Linked DNA regions of Mus musculus: regions 2, 3 and 4 are each linked to region 1. The links are chromatin contacts, called in public Hi-C and targeted proximity ligation maps. All regions are on one chromosome and are shown on one strand. The core of a region is the stretch at or near the end of the contact, and the rest is flanking DNA. Distances in the headings are between cores, read along the strand shown. Region 1 has its middle 3.1 kb from the start of Gm36677. Region 2 has its middle 9.6 kb from the start of Gm19510. Region 3 has its middle 43 kb from the start of Gm36819. Region 4 overlaps Nsmce2 (NSE2/MMS21 homolog, SMC5-SMC6 complex SUMO ligase).

What was found. A called contact is a pair of places that touch in the nucleus more often than the background predicts.
Region 2: a contact with region 1 is called in a targeted proximity ligation map of bone marrow-derived macrophages, with 4 times the contacts expected there. A contact is called at or near these places in 5 of 130 datasets of targeted methods (CD8 T cells, bone marrow-derived macrophages, embryonic stem cells and 2 more).
Region 3: a contact with region 1 is called in a targeted proximity ligation map of bone marrow-derived macrophages, with 6 times the contacts expected there. A contact is called at or near these places in 5 of 130 datasets of targeted methods (the NIH/3T3 cell line, bone marrow-derived macrophages, embryonic stem cells and 1 more).
Region 4: a contact with region 1 is called in a Hi-C map of bone marrow-derived macrophages, with 28 read pairs. A contact is called at or near these places in 2 of 484 Hi-C or Micro-C datasets (bone marrow-derived macrophages and nephron progenitors) and 3 of 130 datasets of targeted methods (a beta-TC-6 cell line, bone marrow-derived macrophages and embryonic stem cells).

Annotation. Positions count from the first base shown.
Region 1 is chr15:59,612,708-59,617,518 of GRCm38.p6, forward strand. No RefSeq gene overlaps it. Among named protein-coding and RNA genes, the nearest start is that of Gm36677, 3.1 kb to the right of the region's middle.
Region 2 is chr15:59,783,009-59,787,797 of GRCm38.p6, forward strand. No RefSeq gene overlaps it. Among named protein-coding and RNA genes, the nearest start is that of Gm19510, 9.6 kb to the right of the region's middle.
Region 3 is chr15:59,863,465-59,868,733 of GRCm38.p6, forward strand. No RefSeq gene overlaps it. Among named protein-coding and RNA genes, the nearest start is that of Gm36819, 43 kb to the left of the region's middle.
Region 4 is chr15:59,445,795-59,451,122 of GRCm38.p6, forward strand. All of the region lies in intron 3 of Nsmce2 (NSE2/MMS21 homolog, SMC5-SMC6 complex SUMO ligase), which reads left to right. Among named protein-coding and RNA genes, the nearest start is that of Nsmce2, 74 kb to the left of the region's middle.

The DNA.
Region 1 (4,811 bases), core at 449-2,948:
AGACCCTTCCCTGAAAGGACTCTCTCTGGTGCTCAGGCACACAAAGCAATGAAGCTCTCTGTTCTCAGAGCAATGTGAGAGGCTCACCTTGCTAGATGCAGCCTTCCCTCTGAGTTCCTGGTACTCTGCTGCAGTCTCCCATCTAAGTCACATGTGTCCCCAACACATTAAGGTTTCTCACAGTTAGACCCAATATCTCTTCATGAGCCACTTGAAGTGCTGGTTAGAACACAGACTCCCAGGCTACTCCTAAGCCCAGTAGCTAGACTCCTGGGGCAATAGGGCCCAGGGTTCTGCACACTTCCCAGGTGACATCAAGCTGTACCTGAATGGACTCATATTTGCTTGATAGAGCCACATAGAGCACAAATATACACAAATAAACACAGCTTCCTAAACATTGTATCCTTTTCTTAAATCTATTTTTTTTCTTTTTCTTTTTCTTTTTTCTCTTTTGGATTTTCCAGACAGGGTTTCTCTGTATAGTCCTGGCTGTTAGAACTCACTTTGTAGACCAGGCTGACCTCGAACTCAGAAATCCACCTGCCTCTGCCTCCCGATTGCTAGGATTAAAGGTGTGCACCACCACGCCTGGCTTATTTTATTTTTAATTAAAATATGATTATGTCATTTCCCTCTCTTTCATCCCTCCAATCCCTCCCATGCCTCCTCAAGTTAATGGCTTCTTTAAAAAAAATATTATTGCATAGATAATAGATAGATAGATAGATAGATAGATAGATAGATGGATTGATTGATAGTCTAACTGAAAAAGCTCAAAAGACTGCAGTGACACACTCCTTTAATCCTACCTAGCACTTGGGAGCCAGAGGAAGGTAGATCTTTAAGAGTTCCAGACCAGTCAAGTCTATAGAGTGAGACCTTTTCTTCGAAGGCAAGGGAGCCAGAATGCGGAGCCGCTGTCCTGTGGTTAGGGGTACTTACTGCTTACAAAGGACCTGGATTTGGCTCCCAGCAACCACAAGGGAGCTCACAACCTGTAATTCCAGATCCAAAGGATCTGACACCCTCTTCTGACCTCTGAGGACACTAGGAACATACACAGTGCCCTTACATATGCAAACAAAGCACACCCATAAAATAAAATAATAATTTTTTGCTGATTTGAGACAGGATCTAGCAGGATCTAACTAGTCTGGAACTCACAGAGATCCATATGCCTCCCTAGTGCTGGAATTAAAAGTAAGTATGTGTAACCACGCCCAGCCACTAAATCTATTTTTTTGAAGATCCTTAGATAAATATGAAATATTGGATATCCCATCTTCTTTTAACTTCTATTTTTGTCTTTTGTTTGTTTGTTTGTTTGTTTTGCTTTAAAAAAATTCCGTATGCATTGAAGGAATCCCTCCCAATTTGATTGATGGATCTCTCTTGGCCAGGTAAGATTTCACTGTATGGCGTGGGCTTGATGGCTCTCTTGAGAGCATCTTTTCCCATCTATCTCCCAGGGCCCAGCCTCGAGTGAGGTCTTGGTGAAGACAACCTTGGTGTCATGCGTGTTGGACGTGTGGAAGCGCAAAGGTGTTATGGTTTGAATGGGAAATGTCTCCTGCGCAGGCCCGAGTTGGAGCACTTGGTTCCCACTCAGTGACAGCGCTTTGGGAGGCTGGCTGGGGGAAGTTTGTATTTTCTGGTTCCCTCCTGTGTTTCCTACTTCCCAATCCAGCCTGGGCGGTAGGAGTCACTGGCACGTGGGCCTGCTTCCTTCCCAGTGTTGTGCTTTCCCGGCCATGGGGGGCAGATACTTCCTGATAAAACTCTCAGCCAGAACAATGCTTTCTTCCCTCGCATCCTTTCTGTCAGAGACGAGAGAAGAAGCTAGTGCTCGGGTTTCATGGAGACCTCCAGTCACCCACCCGCTCAGAGCGAGGCTCAGTTAATATTTGTGTGTGTGTGTGTTGAAGTCTCCAAGACTTTGCTTCCTGACCACCAGTTGTTCAAGAGTCCCCATGAGACTTCTGTCGCCTGTGCCTTATTTGCTTAATTGTTTTGAAAGAGGTTAATTCACTTTTGAAAAGCCTCCTCCTAACTGATAAGACACGTGAAATCACCACAGTTGGTTACTAGGAATACTGGAAGGAACCCCAGGCTTCACGAATGCTAGGTAAGCAATCTACCAAGTTCTAGCTCCAGACAGGCATTTTAAAATGAGACACTTAACATCCTCCTGGCTGTTTGCTGGAGGGTTCTTGCAGGGCTGGGGGCCCAAAACTTCCCTACTCACCAGGGCTCTCCCACAACCCTCCCTCTACGCCCTACCCAGCACTGAAACTAAGAAGTCCCTTGACAGTGCCCCGATTCCAGCAGGAAGTAAGTTTTGGCTAGCCATCAAGCCGTGCTAGACCCCCACCCCCACCCCCACTGCGGCCGGCCAACAGCTCTGACTTCCACAAAGAGTGGTTTGTGCTGACCAATGCATCTGAGTTTCACATGAGAAGTCTGAGCCGGACAAATGCCATGTTGGGGATCCTAGTGTTGCTCGCCCTGGGTCACATCATCAGAGCTCAGTCGAGAGTTCCAGTCAACCTCCTGAACAGTAAACATGAGCTCAACAGCATGTCCCTATCTGTCCCTATCTGCCTGTGTTGAAGCAGGTGACATCCCCTGCCAGCCTTGGGCACTTCACAAGGAGAAGACAGCTTGAGTCCCAGGAGTCCTTGCAGCTACAGATCTATTTCCCCCACCGATCTGTTTGTCTTTGAAGTAGCGTGTGACTTGTAGCGAGCACATGTCAAGGGAGGCTGTATAATGCCAGCCAAGGAAAACAAGCTAAGGGGCGCTGACAGCTGGCTGGCAGCTTATGATTCACCTGAGGACAAACTGAAACCAGGCTCATTTGGAGGGGCTGCCACGGAGGAGGGTGCATGCAAGCCATGGGTGGGCTGTTCCCTGTGGCGCTTGGGGTTGCAACACCACGCTGTAGCTCACTTCAGCTCTATGGAGATGGACACTGCGAAGCAAGGTTTGGGGAAGCAAATTGTTCTTGGAACAGCTGGACATTCAGGGGACGAGTGCCAAGTTCAGTTTCTGACTAGTGGTGACCTAAGCTGGCTTCCATAAGCTTCTCCTCACCCAAGAGCCCTTTAGCTGTGCTTGGAAGAGTGGTCCTCTACTCTGCTTGCCTCTTGGAACTGTATCCAGCCAGGTGGAGTCAAACACCGTACACAGAGAAAGGGCAGAACCTAGGGAGCACAGCTATAATGTCCAGTGGGAGCACTACCCTGCATTTAGAAAGCAGGTGCCCTGAACCTGAGTTTCTGAGGATGTATGAAGACTATTGCAAAGTATCAACTTGCTTCAAAACAGTCAGGATGATGTCATGTGCCTTTAAAATGTCAGATAAGCCGGGCGGTGGTGGTGCACACCTTTAATCCCAGCACTTGGGAGGTAGAGGCAGGCAGATTTCTGAGTTCGAGGCCAGCCTGGTCTACAGAGTGAGTGCCAGGTCAGCCAGGGCTACACGGAGAAACCCTGTCTCAAAAAAAACAAAAAAAAAAAAAAGTCGGATAAATACTGGAGAGCTTGGTACAGTACTTACCTTAGGTTCCTTCAGGAACTTGAGGGTAGGCAGGGAAGAATCAGGACTGGACTGGAGTGGCTTTCTAGCAAGTGGTGCTCCCCCCCCCCTTTTTTTAATTTATTCACTTTACATTCCAGTATTAGCCCCCCCTTTCTCCTCTGAGAAGGGGGGCAGGGCTGGCACATCAAGTCACTGCAGGACTAGCTGCATCCTCTCCCATTGAGCTAGGCAAATGGGATCCACAAGCAGGCAACAGATTCAGGGACAGCCACCACTTCAGGTGTTGAGGGACCCACAGGAAGACCAAGCTACACTTCTACTACATATGTGCAGGGGGCCAAGGTATAGCCCATACTTGCTCTTTGGTAGCTCAGTCTCTGGGAGTCCCCAAGGGTCCAGCTTAGTTGACTCTGTGGGTCTCCTGTGGAGTCCCTGTCCTCTTCATGTCCCTCAGTCCTTTTCCCCAACTCTTCCACAAGACTCCTCAGCTTCCATCTAATTCTTGGCTGTGGATCCCTGTATCTGTTTCTTTTGGCTGCTGGGTGGAGCCTCTCAGAGAACAGTTATGCTAGGGTCCTGTCTACAAGCATAGCAGAGTATCATTAATAGTGTCAGGGATTGGTGCTTGCCCATAGGGTGGGCCTCAAATTTGGTGAGTCATTCCTCGGACATTCCCTCTGCCTCTGCTCTCTTTGTCCCTGCACATCTTCTAGACAGGACACATTTTGGGTGGAAGGTTTTGTGGGTGGGTTGCTGTCCTTATTTCTCCTCTGGGAGTCCTGCTTTGGAAAGTGGAGGCTCTAGCATCCATATCCCCCACTGTCCCCCCTCCCCCCCGCCCCCTTCAATTCCTGTTCTCTCCTCTGCTCTCCCTACACCTGATCCCCTCCTCCTCGTTCCCCTCTCTGCTCCCCTCCCCACCCCCTCTCCCACCCAGTTCCCTCCCTCTGTCCACCTCCATATCTATTTTATTTCCCCTTCTGAGAAGGATTCAAGCATCCTCCTTTGGTCCCTCCTTGTTATTTGGCTTCTTTGGGTCCATGGATTGGTAGCATGGTTATCCTGTTCTTTACAGCTAATAAGTGGTAAAGCAGGTCTTTAGCTCTTAGAAGAAGTTGTGGGTACCTCATCTCTTTCTGGCTTCCATGTCCCAAGATGTGATGTCTCCCTCCTGCTTTATCCACATTGAGGTGACACAGCCAGGGAGAGAGCAGGACCCATTCTGACAATTCTTTTAGTGTCAAGAACTTTGAACTAAATACACTTC
Region 2 (4,789 bases), core at 238-2,737, 170 kb after region 1:
AGTGCAGTAGGCTCACTCTCACCATTGTTGGGATTAGCCAGGAGCACTGGTGTTAAAGCAGATAGTAGGCTCCCCCAGTCAGGGTTGCTTTCCTCTGGCTCTGCCTCCAAGCAGTTTCCTAGCCTTGAAGTTCACTACAAGCGCTGCAGGCACTCTTTTAGGAGGTCCTCGCTACAGACGTGATGTGCACACTTAGTCTTTTCAGTCTAAGGGTTGCCTACTGGGTGTACCACAATTCAGTTAGCATCCCGAGAAGGGTAGGTGTGAAACCAATGCTCCCCTTCTCCACTGGAAATCACAGTGTGTTCTTATCTAGAAATTCCACAGAGATGCTCCCCACCGTGGTCCGAGGACAGGAGGAAAACCATCTGTGAGCAGTGAAAATTGATCCAGTCTCAGAGCTCCTGACATCCTCTTGGATCCTGGGAAAAGCTGAGAAAAAGAATCCGGAAGACTAGCTCTTTCAGGGCTCAATGGGGGTGGGGGTGGGGGTGGGCACTGGCTGCAGTCAGGAATTTGACTTTGGAGCCCTGCATCAAAGAAACTATGCTGTGTCAACAGTGATGCTCGATGTCAGTGAGAATTCATGACAGAGTGGTAGAGAAAACTCATGGCAGCTGTAAATCTAGTCACACACCAGTCCCTTCTGGCCTGGTGCCTTCAAGGGGGGGGGTGTTAGGGGATGGCGGGGGTGGGGGTGGGGTGGGGGGGGATGGCGGGGGACTCGGTTTGGCTTTTATTTGGCTTTCCACAGGGCTTCGGAATAATTTGCTGGGTAGTGAGGAAACCTCTCCGCAGTGCATTCTGAGCTTACTGCGTCCATGCAGGCAGGTGCTTGGGGAGATTAATTAGGAAAATAAGTGGAATGTGATTGCAGTTGGGCTCCGAGTTTACGGAGCACTTGGTACCAGGGAGACTAATCACCCCAGAGGGCATTGTGAAATTCCGAGGAGATGCAGGCTTCATTAGCTTTTGTTTGGAGGATTACAGGATGGATGGCTCATCAGAGGGGAGGAGATGGTGATTCCTGGACGTGGAGGTGGCTGCAGCGAGGAACAGGCATGCCTGGGGTCTAGTCAGAAGGCCGCGAGCCCGGGTCATAATTCTGTGGAGCGACGCAATGGGAAAAGATGACAAATGGAAGAGCTGAAGTGACTCACTGAGGGGTTTGAAGTGTAACTCTTGGCTACCTCCGTTTTCTCTGGCTGTGGCTGGGAGGGGACTGGGCTGTCAGAAAGGGCTGTGTTCTTTCTCCAGGGCTCTACAGGCTCAAAGATGGGCCTCTGGTCTGTGCTCGCCAGTGGTGCTATCAGCCTTTCAAACTCCGTATCCACTGGCCGTTCTAAAAAAAAAAAAAAAAAAAAAAGCCAACGCGGCAGCTCCGGGTGGCCAGGATTGCGACACCAAATGTGTTTGTTCCCCATGTTTGTGAAATACCTCAGAGGCACTGTCCCAGTGCCACCTGACTAGTTTTCTGATTGCCACACGGCCCTGGCTCCATCTGGCAATACTCAACTGCGGCTGACTTGATTTTGAGATGTTTGTGGCCTTAGCCCTCGCTCTGCCTGCCCAAGTAAAGTGGGCTTTTTACCTTCCCAGCTTTGAATACCATTTGATGGGTTTGGAATTAGCTCTGCGGGCCTGTGGTGAGCATTGTGGCCGTGGATGGCTTACTCAATCTCTCTGGGCCCTAGCCACTTCCACTGCGTGCTGATAACAATTCCTACCGTGTATGATTGTGAACTACATGTGTGACACCCAGACAGGAGGTCAGGACCTCAGGTCACTAGCAAACTTCCTGCCCTTCACAACCCGCCCCCCCACCCCCCCAATCCCAAGTTGCCGAAAGCAAAGCTGACCTCCCTGATCTTCAAGTTGTTTAAATTCAAACGTACTTTTAATTTTTGCAAATGTATGGTTGTCAAATTTTGCCTGAAAGCAGGCAGTAATTGAAAGCAGTCTGGTTAATAGATACCTTAATGGGAGCCCAGAAACCCCTGAGATGGACTCAAGAATTGCTTTAAGTTCTTAGTAGCACTGCCCTAAAGGGACAAATCCAATAATTATTGAGCTTCTATTATGTGTCATGAACAAAGAAAGTAGTATTGCATGTAATTTTCATTTTAAAAAATTTCCTTAACCTTAAGCAGATAGCGTTACTTTAAAGTACTTAGTTACTTAAAGTACTTAGTACTTACTAAATATTAACTGAACGACCTTTATGTGGTAAGCATTGTTCTATAAAGAACATGCAAGAAACCTGACAGCCAGCCTGGAGACATGACTTACTGAAGGTCACATGAAGCTGTTCCATGGCGGTCCCGATACCATTCTAACCCTTTTAAGTCTTAGCCTAGGATGCTTAGGCACAGATGCAGGCATGCATATATGGGCACCCATAAAACACAGCATACGAACATGTTCATGCATAAAAGCACACCCACAATCACATGCACACACACACATGTACACACACACACACACATATATCATGTCAACATACACATGCTCACATACTAGAACAGCACAGCAAGCAATTGCATCTATATTCCGTTCTCACACATCTGCAAGGACACATGTGCTTGCACACGTTCATATGCACATTCTGCACATCAGAGTATCAAATTTCTGAGAACTCTGGCTCCCAGAAACAGCAGCCTTTACAGATGCAGCCAATGTTTTATCCTCTGTTCCTCTCTTCTTCCTCTTTCCATCCTTCTTTTTCTTCGTCCACCCCTCTTCTACCACTTTTCTTTCTTTCCCCTTTCAATTTCTTCGTCCCCCCAACTTCATTCTGTAGCCATATGTCTCTTCCTACCTTTCTAGCTATGACATTTTAGCTCATTTGCAGCCTCTGCCCTGCCCCACCCCCTCCCACCCCCATGGCTCATCAGAACAATCAAGCACAAAATTGAGACTCTTCGAGGCCACTAGGAGTTGAGTCTGCATGGCACACTGTACCTTGGCTAGGCTTCCCCCTATGCAGATGTGCTGACCCCTGGGAACCCCTCCTCTGTGCCTTCGCCCAGAGTGTATTCATGGTCAAGTCTGGTTGTTGAAGTTGAGAGTCCCCAGCCTGGCCCCAACCTGCTCTGCTCTCTCATACATGTGCCAAGTGCCTGTGAAGACTTCTTCCAACTGTTTCATCATGCCTCGGGGTGGGGATGCAGCTCTTCTGCATTTCAACACTCTGTTTCCACCTGGCACTTCCATTGCCAGCTAATAGGTGAAGTAACTCATCTCCAGGCTGACATCCATCACGCTGTGCTTTATGGGGACCCGCACTCTGATCCCTAACATGCTCATGGGGCTGTGACAAGACCAACCTGTAGCCTTTAGTAGCCACCAGCGGTGGCTTGGGAGGGGGCAGTGGTTCTGGGTTTCTCAGCTCATCTGTAGAGATAATTCAAAATCTGCATTATTTCATCATCTCGGCAACTCAAGGTGGGGGTGGTGGAATTTGAGAAACTTCGGCAACTCCTGGGTCTCAGTCCAACTGAGGATCTTTCCCAACTCATCTGCTTTCTTGTGGTATCTGGGACATCTCTCTCTGTCTCTGTCTCTGTCTCTGTCTCTGTCTCTGTCTCTGTCTCTGTCTGTCTCTGTCTCTGTCTGTCTCTCTGTCTCTCTGTCTATCTCTGTCTCTGTCTGTCTGTCTGACTGTCTCTCTCTCCTCTCTCTCTCTCCTCTCTCTCTCTCTCTCTCTCTCTCTCTCTCTCTCTCTCTCTCTCTCTCTGTGTGTGTGTGTGCCTTCAGCACTTAGCCTTTACCATTAAGGGCTCCTGAAGCTTTTCTGCCAAGCTCTTTCTCACTGGGACCCTTGGACTCCCAGCATTGATCCTCTCCCAGGCTGTTTGACTGCATTGCCCAATTGGGCAGGTTTGATAGGGCAGGCTAGTGAGTTCAAGCCTCATAAACAGTTCCCAGGTGTGGGGACAGTGTATTCTGAAGATCGCTCAGGAATGGCTTTAGCAACATGTACTTTGTCTGGGGCAAGTTCACTGTAACACCACACACACACACACACACACACACACACACACACACACACTTGGAGAAGATTCAACAGGAAGATGGAAAGAGGAGCCTTAGTGTGGATGGTACACTGTAAAACAGAATATTGCCTGGTGAGAGAAAGGGAACCAAGCCCCAGGTGCTTCGTGGCATGGGGCCAGATCTCGGAATTGTTCAATAGAAAGAAATGGAATTCTGGAGGTGGGGTTCTCTTGAGCACTTAACTGATAGTCTTATATGGTGATTGCTTATGATTCAGACTGATGTTGTAACCAGACCATAAATGCTTAGCTGGCAGGGATTGGGGCTTATGGCTATCCTTCCTTTCTTGTGCTACTTAACTCGGAGCCTTATATCTAGGTAGTGTTCAATAAAGGCACAAAAGGAAAGGAACTTAGGCTGCATTTGTTTGATACTACTTTATGTCCCAAACCTCCTGCTGTGAGTTAATCCATTTGATGGTTGAGGTCATTTTTGGGGCATGTGATCTTTTCTCTTCCCTCTCTGGTTCCCATTTCAGTGCAAAGTAGTGCCCAACCTTGAGGAGCTATGTTTTACACACACACACACACACACACACACACACACACACACACACACGGTTATGTGGGTGACTGTAGAGTCTGAACACAGGCTGCAACCAGGCTACATGAAGTGAACACAGGCTACTTCCATGAAGTGAAGAGTCATGTGGTGTTATAGGCACCTGGGAAACCATCTTGGAGCCAGCAGGACTGAGTGGAGCCCTGTATAGAAGAAGAGAGGAGAATGTTCA
Region 3 (5,269 bases), core at 152-2,651, 250 kb after region 1:
ACCAAGCTCAAGACACTGTTGCTGGTGCCAAGAGGCACTTGTTTGACAGGAGCCTGGTGTGGCTGTTCCCTGGGAGGTTCAGCCAAGAACTGGCCAATGCAGAAGTGGATGCTTGGAACCAACCATCAGACTGAGCCAACCACTGAGCTGTCCCAGTGAGTTTGCTGGTGGAAGGACTGGAGGGGTGGAGAGGGATTGCAACCCCATAGGAAGAAGAGTGTTGGCTGGCTGGACCACCCAGTAATCCCAGGGACTAGACCACCAGCCAAGGAGTGTACAGGGAGGGATCCATGACTCCAGATACATATGTAACAGAGGATGGCCTTGTCTGACATCAATGGGCGGGGAGGCCCTTGGGCCTGTGGAAGTTTGATGTTCCAGCATAGGGGAATGCTGGAGTGGTCGGGCAAGAGTAGGTGAGGAGCACCCTCATAGAGGCAAAGGAGAGGCAGGAGAGGGTGGATGTGGGAGGGGCATTTGTGGAGGGGTAGCTGGGAAGTGGGATATCATTTGAAATGCAGACAAATAGAATAATTAATAAAAATAAAAAGACTTGAGTATTCACAGAAATGACCCTGGAAAATCCATGGATCCCAATGGATTAACAAGGTAGGTGCTTCACAGGGTCAAGAACTAATTATTGATGCCTTTATAATGTCGTTCTATTGTGAAGGTGAGAAAGCTTCTCCATCTTGTCCCAGCTGAAGCCATCTTTGGCTCCCTCACCCCCTGCTATTAGAAGTCCCGTGGGAAAGCACCCAACCTTGTTTTAGAAACTCGGGGTTGAAATGCCCTAGCTAACGGCATGCTCTTGACTCTTGGTAAACTGCTTGTTAAACTTGCTTCCCTGCTGGCAAACCAGGATATAGTTTTTCTGTGTTCTTTAATTTTGAAAGCTCCCTGCAATGCGCTTTCAGGGCTGCCTTTTGGGAAGCGTTTCTCTTCAGGCCGTCCCCAGCCTGCTCAATACAGACTCCCAATTCAAATTTTGGTCATGCCGGGTGAGTGGTCCTTGGGTCTTTACCAGGTAACACTATTACTAAAATACCATTGAACAGCGACTGTACCAGTAATAGCTGTGTTAGTAGCAGTGCTTGTCACATGATGAGAATTGGGTAAGCCAGGGGCTATGGCTGGTGAGACTAAGTGGTAAACTCTACATTCCGTTGCTAACATCCCTTCATTCTCGGTGGCTGAACAGTTACTTAAGCTTTGATGCGAATCGTGTTGTTATGGGGAGCGTGTCTTCTCAACAAACAGCGACTTGAGGACCCTTCCATTTTGTGAACGTCGTTAACTAAGGAGCTGTTGAAGTCATCGTGGAAGGGGAAGAGAGAGTGTGGCAATAGGTCAGAGGCTGTGACAGCACCCATCGGTCAGCATCCTACTGAACTAACTGCAAGGGAGATCCAGAGATGTGGTCTCGCGTGCTTGGGGAAAAGAGGAAACAGGCTTGGGGAGCGTCTAGAAGCTTCTGCCATTGTGCAAGCAGTAGAGGGAGATTGTACGCTTGGAAGTCTAACTGGAAGTCATAGACTGGAGGGGCGTGCTGGCAAACAGGGTGGAAATCAGGGGAGGTAGTTAGCCGGTACCAGCCAAAGCTAATCTCAGGTCAGCAGTGCAGTGTTTGTGCTCTTAGCTCTCTCATCCTTGGGGGTTGCGCTGCTTACACTGAGAAGGCATCTGAGAATCTGACAATTGGTAAAGGGCTAGAGGCAGACATTTATAAGAAAGGAAATAACTTGAGAGAAAACGTGTGGATAGTGCGGACCACCGCAGTTAAGAACTCTTTTTTCCCCCCGCGTAGCCCTATTTGTCTCCCCCTGGTGGCCATTATAAGCAACCATAGTTCCCTTCCCGGAGCTTAGCTGCTTGAGCAAGATCAAGTTATTCATCTCCTCAGTCACCCGAGCATCCTTGATGTCAGACTCCCAGCAGTTGACAGTTCTAACAGCAGCTCTTGGTGATGGTTTCTGAGGAGCAACAGTGATGTAAAAACCCAGCATAGAAACTCAGGAGACTCATTTGACTGCCTTCTGTCCATCTAGAGCAGTGGTTCTCACCCTTCCTAGTGCTGTGACCGTCAATTCAGCTCCTCATGTTGTGCTGATCCCAACCACAACATTATTTGTGTCGCTACTTTGTAGCTGTAATTTTCTACTGTTATGACTTGTAATGTGCAGGATATCTGGTGTGCGACCCCTGTGAAAGGGATGTTCGGTCCCCACAGGGCTTGCCACCCATAGGTTGAGAACTACTGATCTAAATTTTTCAGAATTCAGAACTTTTCCTTCAGTGACGCTGACAGATGCCCTTCACCTTTCTGTGTGATTTTTTTGGGGGGGGGGGAACAAATCATCTAAGGATGGAGACGTTTGCACTTTCTAGGTGCCTTTGTTGACGCCCCACAACCTTAATCACCTCATCATATGGGTGTGCACTAAAACAGGGAGGCCAAGTTTTCAGATGAGGAAACTGAGGTCCAGAGAGCCTATGTGACTTGTTGAAGGTGCCATTGCTCTTAACGTGTCAGAGCTTGTGCTAGTGCGATGGCCACAAGACGCTTTCTTTCTTCACACGGTGTTGTACCAATCATAACCACAGCTGTGAGGGAGGTGTTTTAAGGTCCTCTCAGCCATTCTGGCCCAGATGGCCTATGGTGTTCACACTAGTGATCTCTGGTGTGGTGGAGAAAGCACACATCGAGCGACTGCATCTTTTAAGTACTTAGATTTTTGATATGTCACTCTTGCCTTGCCAGATCTTCTTCTTTTATTTTTGCACAATGTGTTTAATCATCATGTACCACTGTGGGCATTTTCTAGGCTAAATTTAGATGACTGAAGTCCCCGCCCAGAACCCTCACCATCCTTTAAATAACCTAGATTATTTTGAAAAGTTCCAGCCAGGCTCCTGGCTTTGGGGGAACAAATAAAAAAAGATATGGGCTGTGTCCTTGATTGGGAGAAAGCCGACCTGTAGGGCAGTTGGGAAAAGCGCTGGATCGGGGGTGGGGTGGGGGTGGGGCTAGTGGGGTAGAGTGGAGTTGGGTGGGCGGGAGCGGAGCCGAGCGGGGCGCTGAAAACCTTGTTGAGACATCAAGACCAGTCCTGATGTAGAGAAAAGAGGAAAAGTTTCCGTGGTGAATTCAGTTGCCCCATTAGGGTTCTTGTAGCCATAGGTCAAAGGTCCTGCATCCTTAGAGTGTCCTCACTGAGGAGCAAATAAAGAAGCAGCATGCCTGCTCTTGTGTCACCTCCACATGTGGAATCAGTGACACATCTCATTTGCCAGAACCATCGCCTTCTCTCCTTGCTGCAGGAGACCTTTGATATTTTCTCACTTTCTATCGCCAGTTCCCGTCTGTCTCCTCACCCGTTACCAGCGACCTGAAATGCAGAAGCTGTCCTAGTTAGAAACCACCCCAGAGCCCACAGCTTTTCCACATCAGCCTTTGAGTCACTGGACAAGTGAAACCCCAGGAAGGCCACAGGGGTCACCTGGGCTTCCCCCGAACCCACGTGTTGTCCTGTGTTCTATGGTAGGGTGGCTTCTGCTTGCCTCTGCCCTCTGTTGCCTCTCTGTGATGTGCTCCCATCCTTTCCTTAATGGATGTCCCGTTAGCCTAAGACCATGCTCAAATATCTACTCTAAGAAACTGTCCCTGCTTCTCCCGGAACTCCTTATCCCTAAGCATTATTTTGCCCCCATAGAGCACCAAAGTTTCCTGTGGTAGCACAGGCTCTGTGGGTTAGCCATCTCTGTCTTCTATCTGTGAAACTTGAAGGTAGCTACCATGTCTCACCTTCCACATAGACTGAACTGTTGGGATCTGGTAGGTGCTTTGAAGTAAGCATTGTATGAATTATTAAGGTTATGGTTAGTTTATATAGTGAATTTGCCTGTGCACATGGATCTCATGTCCACTATGTTGCTGGTACTGGGAATCCACTGGATAAAAGGATCCTCGGCTCTCCCGAGGGTTGAGATTGGCGTCGATTCTCACAGCCAGCCATCCTGTACTCTTGCATAGCATCGTTGCAGGGAAGGCCGTTCTTGCATAATATTAGCAATGGCAGCAAACAGTGTCAGTTAGAATTAGGTTTGGTGCTAAATGATGAGAAATACAAGGAGACAGCTTAAATATATATGCTTTACTCATGTAACAGACACAAGTAATTTTTTTTTCATTTTGTTTTGTTTTCTGAAACAGGATCATGCTTTGTAGTCCAGACTATCCTGGAATTTAGTATGTAGACCAGACAGACCTTGAACTTAAAGAGATCGTTTGCTTCTGACCCTTAAAGGGCTGGGGTTAAAGGCATGTGCTACCACATCTAGACAGGTAATTCTGTCCAGGATGTCATCACATGAAGTTCTCAGAGACCTGGGCTACTCTAGCTCTGCACTTCACTGTCTGGACTTTAGCCGCTGTCTTTCACGGCCCACACGGAGTTTCAATAGTCATGTCTACCTTCAAACCACAGCCAGGAGTGTAAGGGATGGACTCAGAGCTCAGCCAACCATTTCTAAGAAGGTCCCTAGAATTTCCTGGAATCCACCACTTGCCATTTTGTTTACATTCCATTGGTGGAACTTAGTCATGTGACCACACCCACCTACAAAAACATCTGGGAAGTGTAGTATTTATTCTGAGAGATCTTGTTCCCAGTATGGAAAAGGGGTGGGGGAAATGGAATTGAGCCATCATCAACACTGTTAACCTAACACATAGGACTCACCTCAAAGACAATAAGAGTTTATTCTGGAGCCAAGTATGAGTGGCCATGGTCCAGGAATGCAGATTCAGGTTGCCCCAGACACCATATTCTAAGGCAGTAACAGTTTCATGAAGGTTTAATGGTTGCAGAACCAAAGGTAACTATAAATCATGTCACTCTTCAAGAGCATTGGTCAAAACATCCAGATGGTGAATTTTATATAGTCATCTATGGAAAAAAAATCTCTGCTACAGATTTTCAGTGTTACTTGATAAATGAGGGAAGCTAGTAGTCTGTTACTTTATCCCAAAGGGTTTCATAGGATAGCCATAGATCATTAAATTAGACAGAGGTGAGCAATGGGTGCTAAATAAGGAACTAAAGTTAGCTCAAGATGATTTGGGTCATGAAACTTTAGCATTCCACGGTCGAGAAATTACTTTTTTTAAAAAAAATATTTATTTATTTTATGTATGTTATGTACTCACACTATTGCTGTCTTCAGACACACCAGAAGAAGGCATCAAATCCTATTACAGATGGTTGTG
Region 4 (5,328 bases), core at 1,432-3,931, 170 kb before region 1:
AAACAAGATCTGTTACTCTCTGGTTTCCAGTATCAACAGAATTCCACCTTACCTAATCTCATGAGGTGCTAGAACTGAGTCTATCAGAGATGACTTCCGCTGATGATCCTTGGTTTCTAACTAAGAGGACACAAGTCTTATTAGTATTAACCCACATCTTTGTACTGTTTCACTGTCCTTAAGTGAGATATCATGGCAACTGATAAGGCATGGTTCATTCAGTGGGTGAGAGAGGCATGGTGGATGGCAAAGACAGTTCCAGGTCAGAGTGTCTCTTCATGTAAGAACTCACATATGACCACAAGTGGTTTGGATATTTGCCTGGAGTCTTTTATGCTTTCACAGTGTTGTTGGTGTGAAAGGGAGACTTGAATGAGTTGGTTCTTTCTGTCACTGCCACACTTTGACCTCGTGCAAGATATTTAACTACTGTGAGCTATCTATTCCTCACATCTGTGAAATTGAGATAAAGTTGCTTTTTTAAACTTAAGGCTTTGGGCCACTTGGAGTTAAAAGTGCAGATGTTCACTAGCAATAGCTACAGCCCTCATCCCACCCTACCTTAGGGATGGACTTTGTTAGCTGAGCACTTAAAAACGTTGTCTAAAATGGCACCCTCAATATTTACTTCATTAGATGCTCCCCTAACATCTGAGAAGCTTTCTTCCCAGTGCTTACTTAGCACAGTGTGCCATAAGCTCTTCTGACTAGTAAAGAATGCCTGGCTCCCCAGCTAGACCCACACCCCGTGAGAGCAGTAGGAGCAGTTACTTTGTTAATCCATAAGTCTTCCAATGCCTAGGACAGGTTCATGTGTAAAAGATATTCAGTAAATCACTACATTACTGAGTGGATGAATACATAAACCATATATGTTTCTTTAAATATTGTCAAAAAGGATTTCTCTAAAACAAACAAGCAAACAAATTCTGATAGGTGAGATTAGCATTTTCATGTGTTCTCTCTGGAAAATGAGAATCCTCAAGCCATATACTGAGTGCACCAGTGTTCCTGTTGTTCCCAGTATTAGAGTGGGTATGGTGCCATGAGCAGCGTACTCGGGTGATTTTTCAGCATCATGAGTGCTTACATGCACTGAGCAGCAGATGCTTAAAGGTGGTAAGCTACCTTACTTGGCTGCCATCTTTGGGTGTATCCTAACAGGACTGATCATTAAAACCAGATCAATAGCATACCTACATATTTGGCCTTACTCTTTCTCAATTTTTATCTAAGCACCTTGAAGGAGGAAAGGTGTTCATGTCTGATTGGAACTGCTCAGTGGTGGTGTTACAACACCTTGGCAAACTGTAAAGTCCACTTGGTGTGTCATAGTGAACCACAAGGAAGTACTTTTTTCTCCAGGGTTTAGTTAGAAGTCAGACTCTTGCTAACTAATGATGCTTGAAAACATATCAAACTATAAATAATTTGGTCCGGTAGATTATACAACAGAAGTTGGCATGAGATAAGGGGGACAAAAGGTCTGTGCTGGCCATCATTAAATATATATGGATATTTCTTAAGCATGGAAGCAGTATAGGAAAATATAAATTATAGCATATCTCCATATGTGCATGTAACAAGGGTATCTACAGTGAAAGCACAGAGATTCTCTATTGAAACACCTTTTTTAAAAAAAAGATTTATTTATTTATTATATATAAGTACACTGTAGCTGTCTTCAGACACCCCAGAAGAGGGTATTAGATCTCATTACAGATGGTTGTAAACCACCATGTGGTTGCTGGGATTTGAACTCAGGACCTTCGGAAGAACAGTCAGTGCTCTTAACCACTGAGCCATCTTTCCAGCCCCTGAAACACCTTTTAATAAAATTTTTACCAAGTCCTTTTGCTACATCTAGGTGGAGGCAGTGTTGGCTTATATTGGTGTACCTGTGTATGATGAGTTTGTTTGGTGGTATGTCATAAATGTGGGCCAACATCCATAAATGCTTCAGTGCTTCGCAGAATGCCTAGCGTTCTGTCGGGTCTCAGTGCCTGTTTGTTGAAGGAGTGTTCTGAGGACATTTGAGGCAGTCTCTGTAGATTTTTAGGATTAGCCAGGTCCCATAGCTTTTTTATTGAGCTGACCACAAATTAGAAATTAGAATACTGAATCTTCTTACTAAGCAGAATAAAAGCAAACTGTTCCGCTAATATATGCTAAGTGTGCTTAACTTTTAAAGGAAGACTGGAAAGCATTGGGTGTTTTTTATTTACCTAACTGGTCATCTGAAAGTCAATCAATTTATCTGAGACTCTGGGTTCAGTTACAAGAATGACTAATTTTATACTAGATTCTCACATGATTCAAGAAGTGTGTGAATGACTCAGACCATTAATATCTTTCACTCCTGTGATCTCCCCTCCCAGTGCGATGTTGCCTGTAAGGCAGTAATGATAATTGCAGGAGGAGGAGATCTTGACTTTGCCCAGTGGCAATAAAATGACACACTTTTGAGTAATTACATATGCATACAGTATTTTACAGAAGAAATGAGCTATATTATCATCTCATAACTATATTAATATTGTATTTGTATGTTGTGAAAGTAGTGCGCAGTTTCAGTAGAGGTTGAGTTCCACCTTTTGCTTCTACTCGTACCCTCCCCTACTCCCTCCCCAAAAAGCAAACAAACTGGCTTTTGTTCAGTGGAAAGACTTGCCAGCAGAATAAGTAAGTGAGCTCATTGTATGTCCCTTGCTGACAGAGGAAACACTGCAGTCACAAGCGTCCAGGTTTGAGTGTTAGTTAAAATGTAGCTAAGTGACCAGAGAGATGGCTCAGAAGGTAAAGGTACTTGCTACCAAGCCTGATGACCTGAGTTCAGTCTCCCAGACCCTCACAGTGGAAGGGAGAAAACAATACCCAAAGTTGTCCTTTGGCCACTTTACATGGTCAGTGTAGCATGTACATGCCCACATGCATACAAATCAATAATAAAATAAAATGCAGCTAATTACTCACAATTGAGGTTTGAGCCTAAACTGAGCAGCTCATTGAAGACTGTTTGGTGATTTGTGTGTTTTCTGCATTACTGCCTCATCTTTTTGAAATGAATCATTGAATAAGGTCTGGGTATTTGGCATGAGCTTCTGTGCTTTGCGCTACTCTTGCCAGAGTCCCAGATGACTCACACTGAGTCGGATAGGCACTTCTCAGTCTGTGTTTAGCTCAACCTCTCTGAGACATTTGACACATCTAAAACATTTCTTCCCAAAATTTTGGGGTACTTGCTTTTGTTGCCTTGTTAACTCTTATGGGTTTTTAACTCTTCTAGCTGCCTGTTAAATGTAATATTCTCCAAAGTTCTATCCTAGTCGTCTTTGTGCTTCCACTTATTCAGTCTCCTTGGTGATCTCATTCATTTCCATGGTTTCCATTAAAATCTATTCGTGGAGGCCTCCATGTGGGTGTCTCCAGTCTTAACAGTGTAGACCTGCGAATCCAGCCTCCTTGCAGATCCGCCTCTATAATGATAATCACAATAATAATCATGACAACAATAGCAGCTTCTTATTATAGAACACTGTGTCAGGTGGCTAAGGGCTTTATTGCTTTGTTCCATTTATTTTGAGCAACTATGAAAAATTAATACTGTTATTTTCTACCACTATGAGTGGAAATTGGTGTTGGATGTATAAAGTGCCTTTTCTAAGATCATAGCAGAGTTTTATATTCCAAGATCAAATTTTTAATCTTAACACCTTAGATTAGCCTGTCCAGGTGGATTCTATATTGTCTTCTTGTACACACATACCTTCTATTGCCCTCTGCTGTACATGAAAGGACACTTGAGAGCTGGAAATGGAATTCGATGGTCCATCTCTTCCCTAGCCTGAGACAGATCCTGGGTTTATCCCAAGCACTAGACATTCAAATTCTGCAGGCACAGAAGCACTGTGTTTACTTATTGTTGCTTGGTTTTTTGTTTTTGTTTTTTCAGACAGGATCTTAGTCAACATACCTTGGCTTTAAACTGTGTGGCCAAGGGATGCCCATGAACTCCTTGATCTTCCTGCTTTCACTTTCTCATACTGAGATTTCAGGGCCAACATGAGCATGCAACCATGCCCAGTTTCAAAATTCACACACACACACACACACACACACACACACACACACACACAGGGGGGGGGTGAGGGAGGGAGGTTAGTTATTTTACAAAGCAGAAAATGTTCCTTGTAAATTGAATTTCTAATTTAAAGTCCATAGCCTGCATTCTTCTGTGCAGCAGCCATCTAGAGCAAATAGCAGCTCTTTTACATCAATTTGCACTGTCTTGGCTATTCCCTAAGATTCTGTACGGATCTTTGCTAATCCAGTTCTGAGCACTCCAGTATGTGGTAAAGACCACTGTTCACAGCTGGGCAGTAGTGGCACATGCCTTTAATCCTAGCACGCAGAAGGCAAAGGTGGGCATATCTGTGAGTTCAAAGCCAGCCTAGTTTACAAACAAGTTCCTGTGTTCCCAGCTCATATCTTCATGATTCTTGATTTTTTTTTCAAGTGCAATCCATTGCTTGCTCTTGGTATTTTCATTTATGTTTCCCTGTTGCTTCTTTCTCTATCTTCAGACATGCTAAAGCAGCTGTGCTCTTGTTGACAGGGAAGAAATCCAACTTTTGATCATCCAAAGTTTAAACATAAGTAGAGTTTTGTTGTTTCAACATCACTGAAGTATATACTTCTGGCCCCTAATAAAGAAATGACAAAAATCTAAGCTTACCAGAGATTGTCTGAGACCATAGCCTGAAGTAGAACCAGGTCTGTTCCAAGGTCCATGCCATGTTACCTATCTCACTTGAAGCTGCTGTCATCCTCTGTACAAATGACATGACTGCCTCTGCTTCCCATGACTTGGTTCCTGCTGCTTGGCTCCTCCTTCCCACTACAGTCTCAGAATTCTCTTAGTTCTGGCTAGCCTGGCAAAAGAAGAAGGGAGGGAAAGGACCAGGAGCGAGGAATGCCACAGAAGGAAGGAACAGTTTTTCTCAAGATAATACTTGTTTTAGCAAAAGGGAAACAAAGCTCAAGGTAGAAATCATTGAAGGCAACACTGAGCGTCCCTGCCAGGCGCTTACATACCACAGAGCAGCTACTGACTGCCTAACCTGCTGGCCAAGAGCCGTCTTTCATGCAAGGGTCATCATGATGCTAGCTAGCTCACAGGTGCTCAACCAGTGCCAGGGAAGATGGATTACAAAAATGCCAAATGGGAGATGAGTAAAGGAAGTTATCTTTGCCAAGCCAGCCATAACTACTAATCAAGACGTGCTTGAGATAAAGGGGAAGATGTCTGGTGCAGGCATGTAACCTATG